Regions from separate parts of the Mus musculus genome. Here regions 1 and 2 are each linked to region 3. A link is a contact called in public Hi-C data. All regions are on one chromosome and are shown on one strand. Each heading gives the region's core, a stretch centred on a gene start, on an enhancer-like site or on the middle of the called end of the contact. The rest is flanking DNA. Distances are from core to core; before and after follow the strand shown.

What was found. Hi-C and Micro-C count contacts between places; a contact is called where the count stands out from the background.
Region 1: a Hi-C map of CD4 T cells shows a contact between it and region 3, with 5 times the contacts expected there. The contact joins the promoter of Zfp36 here to the promoter of Fosb in region 3.
Region 2: a contact with region 3 is called in a Hi-C map of B cells, with 5 read pairs. The contact joins the promoter of Egln2 here to the promoter of Fosb in region 3. A contact is called at or near these places in 1 of 39 promoter capture datasets (cranial neural crest) and 1 of 484 Hi-C or Micro-C datasets (B cells).

Annotation. Positions count from the first base shown.
Region 1 is chr7:28,376,695-28,381,082 of GRCm38.p6, forward strand. It overlaps Zfp36 (zinc finger protein 36), which reads right to left and starts at 2,534. Exons shown (of 2, transcript NM_011756.4): 1 at 2,480-2,534; 2 at 90-1,799. The coding sequence starts at 2,503. The coding sequence ends at 864.
Region 2 is chr7:27,165,478-27,169,446 of GRCm38.p6, forward strand. It overlaps Egln2 (egl-9 family hypoxia-inducible factor 2), which reads right to left and starts at 1,325. Exons shown (of 6, transcript NM_053208.4): 1 at 1,207-1,325; 2 at 1-251. The coding sequence starts at 21. It overlaps Rab4b (RAB4B, member RAS oncogene family), which reads right to left. Exons shown (of 8, transcript NM_029391.2): 8 at 2,956-3,327.
Region 3 is chr7:19,307,528-19,311,481 of GRCm38.p6, forward strand. It overlaps Fosb (FBJ osteosarcoma oncogene B), which reads right to left and starts at 2,518. Exons shown (of 4, transcript NM_008036.2): 1 at 1,779-2,518. The coding sequence starts at 1,904.

The sequences.
Region 1 (4,388 bases), core at 1,284-3,783, 9.1 Mb after region 3:
CCCCAGGCAGCACTGCTCACGGAAAGGTCTGGAGGTCAGTTTACCCACCATCACAAGGCTGTGAGCCGCGAAAAAGACAAATTTCATCTCAGTTCACACTCAAGATTTTATTTAAAAATTCCAACCCCCCCCAAAAAATAGACTTGTACGGTAGCAATATATTAATATATTATAGCATATACTTAATACAGTATCAGTTTTAACATTACAAAAAGAAAAACGGAGTAGACGACCCAATATATATAAATACTATAAAATCTTAATACAATAAATAAAGTCGTCATAAATAAAGGGCCCACTGGTTGGGGGAGAAGGGATTTGGCAATGGCTTTGGCTATTTGCTTTAGGAGGGAAATTTGAGCACCAGGATTCTCAGGAGAGGCTTCGACCACCGGACACTGAACTTCAGGGTCTAGTAAAAATTAGGATAGTATTGTGGGAGCCGGCTCTTCACAGCACTTAAGATTCCAGGAGACCAGAGTTGCAGAGGGGCTGGTGCATACCTGTAACCCCAGAACTTGGAAAAGGCTAAGGCAGGATTATATTGAGTTCAAAGCCAGCCTGGGGTACCATAATAAGCTCCTATCTCAAAAACAACAGAAGACTTGGGGCCTGGAAGACCAACTGTCAACTGTCTCCCTCAAACATCTTAGGTACCCTAGGAACGGATCCACCCAAACACTGAATTTGCAAACTAGGGACCTGCCCCAGCCCAGCACCAGGGAAATGGGTTATTGCATCTTGGAATGTCCAGAAGATGGGACTTATTAACTTAGAGGAGTGCCCCAGGTCCCCACAGCAATGAGCAGTCCCTGCCCTCTCTTTGAGATCTAGCTGATCCATACTGGGTAGGTAGGCACTTGTCACTCAGAGACAGAGATACGATTGAAGATGGGGAGACGCCTTGGGGGTGCAGGGGTCTGGGGAGGCCCAAACACCCCTGCCTCAAAGACAGGTGAGTCTGACCCCCCCAGGCTGCTGCCGCTGCTGGCGTAGTCATCAGGATCGGATCCCAGAGAGTGGGCAGATGGGCTCCGAGCCAGGCCACCCAAGGGCCCCCAGATGGTGCTGGGGGTAGTAGACCTTCGGCAGGAGGGGCAACAGGCCTGGTTAGGGTCTCTTCGAGTCACAGGGGTCCCAGGGGCAGCAGAGAAGGCAGAAGGGGAAAGTGGAAGATCCCCAGGGGGCGGTGGGGAGCTGGAAGGCGAAAAGGAACAAGAGGACAGGGAAGGGCCAGAAAAGCCTGGAGGTGGCGGCGAGCTTCTGCGGCCTGAGGGCAAGCCGGAGAAGCTGATGCTTTGTCGCAGCACATGGGGCTGGCCAGGGAGAGCTAGGTCCTCGGTGGGGTTGTGGATGAAGTGGCATCGAGAGCCATAGGGGCAGCGGCCCTGGAGGTAGAACTTGTGGCAGAGTTCCGTTTTGTACTTGGGGTGGCGATTGGCTTGGCGAAGTTCACCCAGGCCGTGAGCAAACTGGCACTTGGCCCCGTAGCGACAACGCCCGCTTTCTGAGTAGGTCCGACAGAGCTCGGTCTTGTATCGAGAGGAGGTGGTGGGAGTTGCAGTAGGCGAAGTAGGTGAGGGTGACAGCTCAGGGCCTGGGCGGGGAGCCAAAGGTGCAAAACCAGGGGGTGGGGGTACCCAGCCACAGCTTCGGCCCTCCACCAGGCTAGTGGAGCGGCCAGTCAGGCGAGAGGTGACCCCAGACGGGATGGAGTCCGAGTTTATGTTCCAAAGTCCTCCGAGGGATTCGGTTCCTCCGTGGTCGGATGACAGGTCATGGCTCATCGACTGGAGGCTCTGAGAGGAACAGGGTTCGGTTAGGCCACCAGAAAAGGTAAGGTGACGTCGCCCCGCCCCTGTTGTAAAGCACTTCACGAGCTTGCCAGTCCGGTTTGTGGGTTCTCGGCCTGAGCCCCACCCGGCTCACACAAACTCCAGGGAGAACCTGACTACAGAGATTTGAGTGTTTCCACATGACTGAAGGTAATCCAGAAGGATCTAGGAAGCCCAGTATCCCCGATCGAGAGAGGGTTCCCCCCCAAATCAAAGCACACTGCTGCTCGCCAACTTTGGGCCTCTAGGACTCCCCCCCCCCCCATATGACCGCCCACCGGGCGCTCGTTTCACAACTTGAAGGAGCCGGCCAAAGCTGACCCAGGAGGCCAGATCTCTCTAGAACTCTTACCCTGTCAACTCCCCCCCTACCTCAACCTTAGCACCTGCTTGGCCACCAAACCGCGCCATGGGCAGCGAAGGGCACTAGACAGGTGTGATGCCGCTTCCGCCCTACGCGAGTGACAGCAGTGTGCCAGCTTTTCGTCCCAAGGGGATCGCCGGTATCTGGACCGAGGCGCTAGGCTCGCTGGCTCCCTCTCTCATTTCCAGCCAGCCAGGGCTAGTCTGAGAAGGTACGGAGGCGTCCCGGGCCTAAGTTTGGTGCGTCGGGGATCCCGGGATGCTGTCTAACAGGTACTCACCTCGTAGATGGCAGAGAGATCCATGGTGGCGCGAATGGCCTTGGTGAAGAGACCGACTGTCGGTTCGCAGAAGTCAGGCTGTGGCCCGCAGCAGGAGCTTTCTCCTTTTATGGGGCGGCCTGGGGGCGTGGCCACTAGAGCTTCCGGGACGCGCCCCCGCGGCGTAGCTCGGCCGGCCTGGTACTAGGCCCCTTCCGCCTATCTGCTGGTTAGCATGCAAAATGTGCCTGAACTTGGCCCTCCCGCAGCTCCGGCCCCTCTCGGGGGGTAGTAGGGAGGGTTGTGTACGACCAACTGGAGGTGATGGTAGCGGGGCGTCCTAGTGTTTTTCAGAGGTGGAAGGCAGTCGGGAAGAGAACTGGGGCAGAAGTGGGGGCAGGGCTCTAGGGACAATTGACAAGGGCAGAGACTGAGGGCGTGTGCGTGTGAGACAGACGGGGGCGGGGAGAGACAAGTTGGAAGAGACAGAGATGGCCAGAAGCCGAGAGAAAAACAAAGAGACAGTGAGAGACATTCACAAGTAGGATCTGCTGGTTTAGGACTGTGATTCCGGCCCCTCAGGGAGGCTGAGGCAGGAGACTGGTAGTTCAAGGCCTGGCTCCACTATACAGTGGGTTCTAGGGCAGCTTGAGTAACTTGGTGAGACCCTTTTCTTAGGAAGTAAAAAGATGCCAGATCACTGATGGCCCAAACTTTTAATTTCAGCACTTGGAAGGCAGAAGCAGACGGATTTCTATGAGTTCGAGGCTAGCCTGGTCTACAGAGTGAGTTCCAGAACAGCCAGGACTACACACAGAAACCCTGTCTTTTTTGTTTGTTTGTTGTTTTTGTTTTTCGAGACAGGGTTTCTCTGTATAGCTCTGGCTGTCCTGGAACTCACTTTGTAGACCAGGCTGGCCTTGAACTCAGAAATCCGCCTGCCTCTGCCTCCGGAGTGCTGGGATCAAAGGCGTGTGTCACCATGCTCGGCTGAGAAACCCTGTCTTGAAAAACAAAACAAAAGACAAGACAGTGGCATATGGTTGTAATCTTGGCATTTGGAGGTGGAGGAAGGGGGATCAGGCGTTCAATGTCAGACTAAGCTATTGATTGAGTTCCAGGTCCTACTTTTAAAAAAAAAAAAAAAAAAAAAGAGAAACCACGAAGGTAAGGAGGAAGTAAAACGAAGTCTCAGCGACTTGGTATGTACTCCTTAGAGCCAACCCTATTATAGAAAGAAAAAAAGATGACATTTACAAAGTGGGGAGACAGTAAGACAGGGAGAGGGGACTGGGAAACAAATCTAGGCGAGGAAGTGGGTTACAGAAAGATAGAAAGGCGAAATAAAAACTTAAACCTGAAGGCACAGAACCTGTAAGACAGTTGGTCCAGGTAGGGACCGCTCTGAGCTGTAGCTCAGCAGTGCCCTTCCAACCCCCTAGTCTAGCATGGCTGGATAGCACATTTACCCAAGCTGCAGTTTAAATTAAGAGGTTTTGCTTCCGAAAACTCAAGGTTGGAACAGCTTACGTCTTTTATTAGGGAGGAAGCTCTGCTCTATTGAAAGAATGGGCCACCTTCAACGTTGAATGGGTTTCTAGTAATGCAAGCAGTCTTAACTCAACTCTCTGGAGATCTGTAAGGTTTTTGCTTTTCAGTCGGTCTCCTTAGCCGGCTTGGAACTTGCGATCCTCCAGTCTCCACCACCCAAGTAGTGTTAGGATTACAGGCATGGCCGCCACACCCAAGTCAAAAGTGTTATTTCAAGGATATCTCCAGTGAAAAAGAGTTCTTGTGTATGGGGGTTATCATTGCCAGGAGTGTAATTACCATGCTGGGAAGTTCTCACACGGTGCGTTGCGTATCGAGGTAGGGAGATTCTGCCAGGCTACTTACTGGCTTGCCTCATAGGAGAGGGGGTTGGGGGGAA
Region 2 (3,969 bases), core at 75-2,574, 7.9 Mb after region 3:
CGGCTGGCACGGGCTGTCCATGGCAGCAGTGTCTTCATCCCCCGGGCATGGAGGGCACGGCCCGGGCCCATGGTGCCACCCTCCTCCGCCTCCTCCTCCTCCACTTGATGCAGCCCGGGGCCGCTGGGCCTCGTGTGGGGCAGGGTGAGGCAGGGCAGGCAGCAGGGGCTCCTCTAGTGCTCTGGGGGTGCTCGCTGGTCCCCAAGTCCACAGTTGTCTCTAGGAGCTTGAGAAGGGACTGATGGGGGTGGCTGGAAAAGAGAAAAGGAAGAACTTAAAAGAAGTCAAGAGACGAGCAGGTGGGAAGGGGTGGGGATGGTACCAGCAGGAAGTAGATGACAGACTGGGCCACAACAAACACACACGCACACAGGGAGACAACATGGGGCATATAACTTGGGAATTTGAGAGGGAATGTCTGGCATAAAGAGTAATAGAGAGAAAGTGCAGAGAACGTTGCATGACGGCCCAGAGAGGAAGGTGATAGGGAGACAGATATCTGTGGACGAAAAGCGACGATGCAAGTGGAAAATACAAGGTACCTGCCTGAGGTTTCTATAGAGACTCAGAGAGATGAGGAGGGAGGAGACACAGAAAACGGGAGTGTGGAATCTAGGGTAAAGTCAGGGTTGTGGGGAACCAACGGGCAATGCCACCGCGCAACATTCGCGGGAACCTAATCGCCTGGGTGGAAGATTACGAGCCAGGGCAGGCGGGGAAAACCGGGAGTCCAGGGACAAAGAGAACAGGGAGAAAAACAAGACGGCAGGGGAGCGGGAGGGCCGGTGGGGTCGACCTGTGCCCTACGGGAGGAAGCCTACTGGGGCCCGACACACACCCAGCCGGAAGGGAGGTCCTGCCAGACGGACGGACTGACGGAAGGGAGCCCGAGAGCAGAGTCCGACCCGACTGCCTTCCTCCCAACCCCCTCCGCCAGGACCCAGGGGCCGCGGGACGCCCCGGGTGACTGAGGCGGGGCCGCCTCGGCCCGGCCCCTCCCCTTGGTGGTTATTGCGCGCTCCCGTGGCCCCCAATGGTCCGCCCCACCGCGCCGGGCGCGCGCTTCCTTCCCCACCCCCAACGCCCTAGCGTGGGGTCGCTGCCGCCCGCGCGCGCTCCCGCCTCCAGCCCCGTCGCCCGCGCCCGGCCACCGGGCCTCAGACTCCTTCTCCTCCCCGGGTCTTTCCCTTCGCGCGACCTCCTCACCGAGCTTTTTCCTCCGGCCTCGGCGCCGCCGTTTGTGCCAGCCGCCCTGCGCTTCGCAGCGCGCCATACCCCGCCCCCCACCGCCCGCGACGCCCCGCCCCCGCCTCGCCCGCTGGGCACGTGACAGCGGCCCGGCCGAGGAGACTGCGCGTGCGCGAACCGCACGTTGACAGGAGGCTTAGAACGCACTGCCCAAGAAGTGAGCTGGTCCGGGACGCGAGGCTTATTTGCATTATGTGCTCCTCCCCTTCCACGCGAAAGCAGACACGCAGGTTCAGTAAAAGGCGTTCTGTGAGTTCTCAAGACGGCCCCTTGGAGAGGGGTACAAAAGAGCAGTTTCACACAGAAAGGCCCACCCCTCGGAGCCAAAAGTGTCAGTGAACTTGTCAGCTGGGTTCTTGGCATTTGCTATGCAAATGTCTCATTTACATGGGCCGCTCCTGCACACAGCCCAAGAGTATATTGAGAAATGACTGCGCAGTTAGTTGGAAAGTGTATGTAAATTCCTACGTCAGTAATTTACATAAGCACTTAAAAAAAAATAACGGTGAGTACGGGACGTCCTTAGAGAAGCGAAACCGGGTAGAACAAATGAGCAAATGTGTACTATTTGCATGACCCGCTCCTCGCTGCTCCCTCAGGGCAACTGTGGGAGTCAGATTAAAGCAACCTGGGACAGACTCACAAAGAAGACATTTGCAAAACCCAGCTCCTCTGTAGCCCAAGCGGATTTTTTGTTTCTGTAGTGCTGGAGACTGAATCCAGAGCTTCACATGTGCGATGCAAGCGCTCTACCACTAAGCTACTCTTAATATTTATACCACCATTCCGGGGAGGGCTGTGTGGATAGGGTTATTTGAATGCCCGACCCTTTCCACCAACTCCAGGGCCTAACAAATGGGCAATAAGTGGGCTTGGATACTTGCTGACATTTTGTGAGAGCAGCTGAAGCTGTCCTGAGGGGGGCTGCACCTGTCTCCAGAAGGCTATGGCTATAAAGACATCAGGGTACATTAAGTATGACCAGGAGTCCGGGTTGCACAAGAACCACAGTGGCACATGGCGAAGAATGTTCGTGTTCGCAGGCACACAGACACACACAAAGAAACAAATCTCCATCAGTGCACACACAAACCTCAGGAGCACGTGTTTTTAGGAACACAGTGAGCCACCGTCCTAGTTTGCAGACATGAGGTGGTGTACACTAAGTCAAACCAGGCACAGACTCAAGACCCCCCCTTAGATTCCCAAGTCCTCGGTCTTGATGTTGCACACAACAGCAGCCTCACCAACACAGTCACCAGGCCAGAGACTACTCACATGCCACAGTGTCATACTGCCCCATACATGTCACACACAGGGATGTCATCGCTGCACACACCACCTTTGATGGATCGTGTACTGCCACTACCATGAAGCATGTACACAACCTGGGATGGGTACATTGTAATCCCAGCTCATGGGAGGCTGAGGCAGGGAGACCTCAAATTCCAGGTTAGTCTAGGCTATAACAAGGCCCTGTGTCAAAAAGGGGGGCTGTGTGTAGGAAAAAGCAAGGACATGTATACAATGACGAACTCTGTCCTCAATGAGTACGTGAGCCAGGATGTACCTACCCCAACTTGTCCCACAAACCAAGTCCCACCACCCACAAACAGGGGCTCCTCATGCAGAGGCCTATTCATAGCTTCCATTAGAGACCACTTCGGTTTCCTCATCTCAGAATGACAGAGGCCGAAACACAGGTGTAAACAATGCTTTATGGAGGACCAGGACAGGATGGAACAGGCCTCCAGGTAATAAATAACAGACTTGCAACAGCGGGGCCAGGCAGGAAGTTGGGGCCAAACGGCCCTGGTCTCAAGCTTTGGGAGTTCTTCAGGTAGGGTTTGGGGCTCAGGGGGACTAGAGTTAGCCAAGGCAGAGGAAGCAGCAGCAGGTATGGGGTCCCCTTTCCCCTGTGGCTCAATCTTGCCCCACAGCCAGGCCCCACCAGGCCAGCGAAGGGGGATGGGGGATGGAGTAACTTTTCTGAGACTGGGGCAGATTGGGGCCTGGCCTCTTGGGGCCTGGTTCTGAGCCCCAGCCTTCGGGCAGGGCTGGTCCAGAAGAACAGGTGAGCTGAAAGAGAAGGGCATTGTGACCTGGAGGGTCCGAAGCTGGTCTCTAGACGTCTTCCTGGCCTTTGTCTGCCTGGACTCTTTTATTTTTATTTTTATTTTCCAGACCGTGCACTGTCTGACTCTGTTGTCCCTCTGCAGGTTATGTGGGGGACTCATTCTCCAAACACAGCCCTGTACAGGTTTGCATCTGTACAGGAGCATTTCGGTACCTAACTACCATGGCCCTTGCCAGGCGGTGACTCACACATGATATTCGGGACTGGAGAGGTACAGGCAGTAGGATGGTGAATTTAAGACCAACCTGAGCTACAAAGTGAGATCCTGCCGGGCAGTGGTGGTGCACCCCTTTAATCCCAGCACTCGGGAGGCAGAGGCAGGCGGATTTCTGAGTTCAAGGCCAGCCTGGTCTACAGAGTGAGTTCCAGGACAGCCAGGGCTACACAGAGAAACCCTGTCTCGAACCACCCCCCCAAAAAATGAGATCCTGTCTCGAAAGCACAAAACATGGGGGGCGGGGGGGGGGGAGGTAACTAAATATATGCCTCCACGTTTGTAAATTTCTGTGTCCCTTTTCACCCCTAATGGTCCAGGCTAGGCCTCGTTCCAATGCTTTTCACACAGGAGAGAGAGCAGAAGAGTG
Region 3 (3,954 bases), core at 1,268-3,767:
CCCCTGTGAGTGAGCACAGGGTGAGCGGGTGTGGATGTGTGTGTCACAGGCAAAAAGCCACAACACCCACCCTTCCACTACACCGTGACGCAGTGGTTAATGAGAGATTCTGTTCAACTGCCTTCTACCTCCTCCTTCTTCCTCGGGGAAAGGTTGCACGGTTCCAGCGGGTGGTGAATCACACCCCGGGTTGGTGACTCTTAGGTGTGGGGGGGTGGGTGGGAGAGGAGGCTGGACAGAACCTGGTGACAAACCTCCCGGGATGGAGCCACAGACATTCACACACACATACAGCCAAAACACCCCACCCCCACCACAGAGGGAGGGAGAGGGAGAGGCCTTAGCCCAAGCCTTCCTCTCCTCCACTCACACACAAACACACCCCCCACTGCATGAGGGCTCCCGCAGGGGCGGAGATCCCAGTTCCAACGGTGTTGGGGGACCGGCCTAAGAGTTGAGAGCATCCCTTCCGAGTGTCTGTCTCTTCCCCAGTGAGACTGACAGGTTTCAGTGAACTGATAGGCAGAGAAAAGTGACAGCGAGAATCTCTCAGACTGTCTTGCAGGGGATGGGGTGACATAGGATCTGCGTCCCCGAACCCAAGAAGCGTCCATCACGCCCCCCCCCCCCCTTCCCGCAAGTGGAATCCTAGAGGCTTAACTACTCTAGGGGGCGTGGCGAGGGAAGGGCTGAATCCCTGGCCAATCAGAGCCCTGGGAACTAAGGGAAGGCAGACCTTTTAGAGACCACCTGGCTGCCTCTCCGTAGGCTAGCTCATCTAGTGTTTGAACACCTCGGAAGGACTGAGTGTCTAGAGCTCAGGGAGCACGTATATGTGTGCCTGGAGAAGGGATGAGGCCTTCAGTTCCCCCTTAGAGGCGCTAACACTCAGCCAAAAGCCTCTAGCTTATGACAACAGGACCAGGTCCACACAAGGTCCTCGCAGACCCATGGGGTGACAACGAGTCCCCCGATCGCGACAAGAATCCCCTAGCTCTCCCTCTTGGAGACCCCCAGCACGGGAAGAACCACAAAAAGCAAGGAAGGGAGCTACGCTCTACAAATAGGAAGGGAACGCTGATTGGCTAAAGCTCGCGCCGCGACAGCCAATCACAAAGCCACGCTGCCCCCTCCCTTAGCAACGTGGCCTCGGCGTTCCAAAATAGAACGTGCCCGGGACGTCAGGGGCGGGGCGGGCGGAGGGGGCGCTGCGCGCTGTGCGTGCCCCGCGTCAGACGGAGGATTCCAGCGCGTCAGCCTTTACGCACGGGTCCCCCGTTACGTCTCCGCGCAGGAGGCGGAGGCAGCGTGACCGGGGTTCGAGGCCCTAACTCTTGCTGGGTGGAGGGTGACTGCGGACTTGCAGTCCGCGTTTTGAAGGAAGAGGGAAGAGGAGGAGGCTCCTGGAAGCTTCTCTGGAATTTTTTGTTTCTTTTTCTTCCCCTACTTGCCTAGCTTCGGCTTAGGGAGCCGGCTTTCGGCTAAAAGTTCTCAGCTTCTGCTAACCACCGGGTATATACTTTGCACCGGGCATCGCCAACGTTTGCCCAGCTGCATTCCTTTCCCGCGCTCCGCGCAAATAACCTTTTGCAAACATCACTCCATTCTTTGCAGTTTGCAAACAACAAAAAACCAAAGTGCAAACCGAACTATTGCAATCCCAGATCCTGGGTTTTGGCGCGTCTCTATTTGAGAGGATGCTCAATCTACACTTTAGCCTGAAAGAAACACCCCCCCCCCCAACCACTAAAGTAGAATCTTTACGATCTAAAACTTACCTGGGAGGCGGCGGCGGTGGGTGGACTGCCGAAGGAGTCCACCGAAGACAGGTACTGAGACTCGGCGGAGGGTGATGAGCTACACCGGGAGCCGGAGTCGTAGTCTCCGGGAAAAGCTTGAAACATTTCCCTGGGCACAGGGGGGCCCCTGTGACCACGCTGAGGTCGCCGGGAAGCCAAGGCTATGGCCGAGTGGAATGAGATGCGAGTCCGGAGTAGACCGGACACGTCTCCAAAGTGCGCTGCTCGGGGAAGCTTAGTCTCCGGTTCGGAGAACTGCCCAAGTTTCGATGCAAGTTCCCTCTGCAAGATCCCAGATCCCCTTCAGACCGCCGCTGTACCTCCTGAAAGTCCAGGCTCTGTCGGTTTCACGGGGGGCGACGCGGGGATCGCTCCCCGCCCAGAAACCCGCCGGGCAGTGCCGCGGTGCAGCGTGCGCTTCAGATGCAGTTCCAATCCTGTCGAAGCGTCCCAAGAAATGAGGGAGAGCAGAGGGGCGCGATCCAGAAGCCCACAGAAAGAAAGTCTATCCTCCGGACGAATCGGAAGAACGATCTAGAAAGAGTCTTGCAAAAAGGAAACCCACAAAACTTTCTCTCCAGTTTAAAAATATATATAAATATATATATATAAATTTTTCACGGCCTCCAAGAAGAAGAAAAAGAAAGAGTCACCAGTAGTCAAGTCCAGCAAGCCCCGGCTCCGCGTGTCCCCGGCGTAGCCGCTCCAGTCTTATGAATGAAACCGGGAGCTGCCGGGCTGAATTTATGCCTCCGGGACCCGCCCCCGCGCTTGCGTCACCCGCAACTCCATGCACAAACCTCCCAAACTCTCCCTTCCCGCCGACTGAGCTCCTTGTGGCGCCCTCCAGGGCCTCGTGCACCTGCCACCTGCCCATAGTGTGACCCTGGGGGTCTCGGGGGTCCCCAAGGCTGCGTTCTGAGGGGCTTCGCGGGAGGGGATCCCGCCCCGCCCTCCCCGGAGTTCCTGTGACGCAATTAGCCATATAAGGAGCTCGGCCAGCGCGGCCCAGTGTTTGTTTGGTATCCTAGCAATTACGTCAGAGGGAATCCCTCGCTCCTGCGCGCGCCCGCTGTTGCGCTGTGCGGAACCCGCCCGCGCCTGCGCAGTTCCACGCTGTCCCGGAGGCTGAGATTGACAGGCGCCTAAACTCCCTCAGAAGGCCCCTGCTGACCCGGGTTGGAGAAGGTGCAACTCCAGATCCCAGGTCTGCTTATACCCCTGGGACCCCACCCTCCCCAAACCGGTGCAGCGCCCCTGCTGGTGAAAAAGAGCAAGGTCCCCAGTGCAGATTCTGGCGAGAGGGGTATAATCAGTCTAGGTGGGGAAACTGAGGCTCAGGAGGAATTGGAGAGTCTGTGATATCTCCAGGTGTAGGGATGGGTAAGGATGCAGTCCCCTCCCCACTAGCTTTGTCACGGATTCTGTGTGACTCGGTGAGCTTGGAAAATGTGCTCCCTCCCTGATCTAAAACTTCAGTACTCATAGCTAAGCAAAGGATAGGTGGCTTTTCCGGGTCCCTGAATCTGGGGGACCTGCAGAATTGGAGCAGGTAGGAACCCACACCCGGTGAGTTCTTCAGGCTTGATGGTGTTGGAAGCCTCTCCTTCCCACTTAGCTCAGGAGACAGAAAAGAAAGTGTGTATACAATAATAATTGAACAATAATAATTGGTGGTGTCTGGTGGTGGTGGCAGCTGCGGCAGCAGCACACATCTTTAATCCCAGCAGAAGCAGGGAGATCTCTGTGAGTTCGAAACCAGCTTGTTCTACAGAGTGAGTTCCAGGACAGCCAGGGCTACACAGAGAAACCCTGTCTCGAAAAATAAATAAATAAAATACTAGTGCATTAATATAATCGGTGGCATGTGTTTAGCAATCAGCAGGTATCAGCCCCAGCAAGATGGTTCACAGGTAAAGGAGCTTGCTACACATACCTGACAACCTGAGTCCCATCCCTGGGACTCACGGTGGAAGAAGAAAAATGACTCCTAAAAATTGTTCTCTGATCTCCACATGCATGCAAAGACAGAAAACAACCAGTACTCATATGTAGTAATAATAATAATAATAATAATAATATCAATATTAATGATTTAAACAAAAGGGGATGTGAGGGCGGGAATGTAGCTTAAAGTGGAATGAATGTCTAGCAT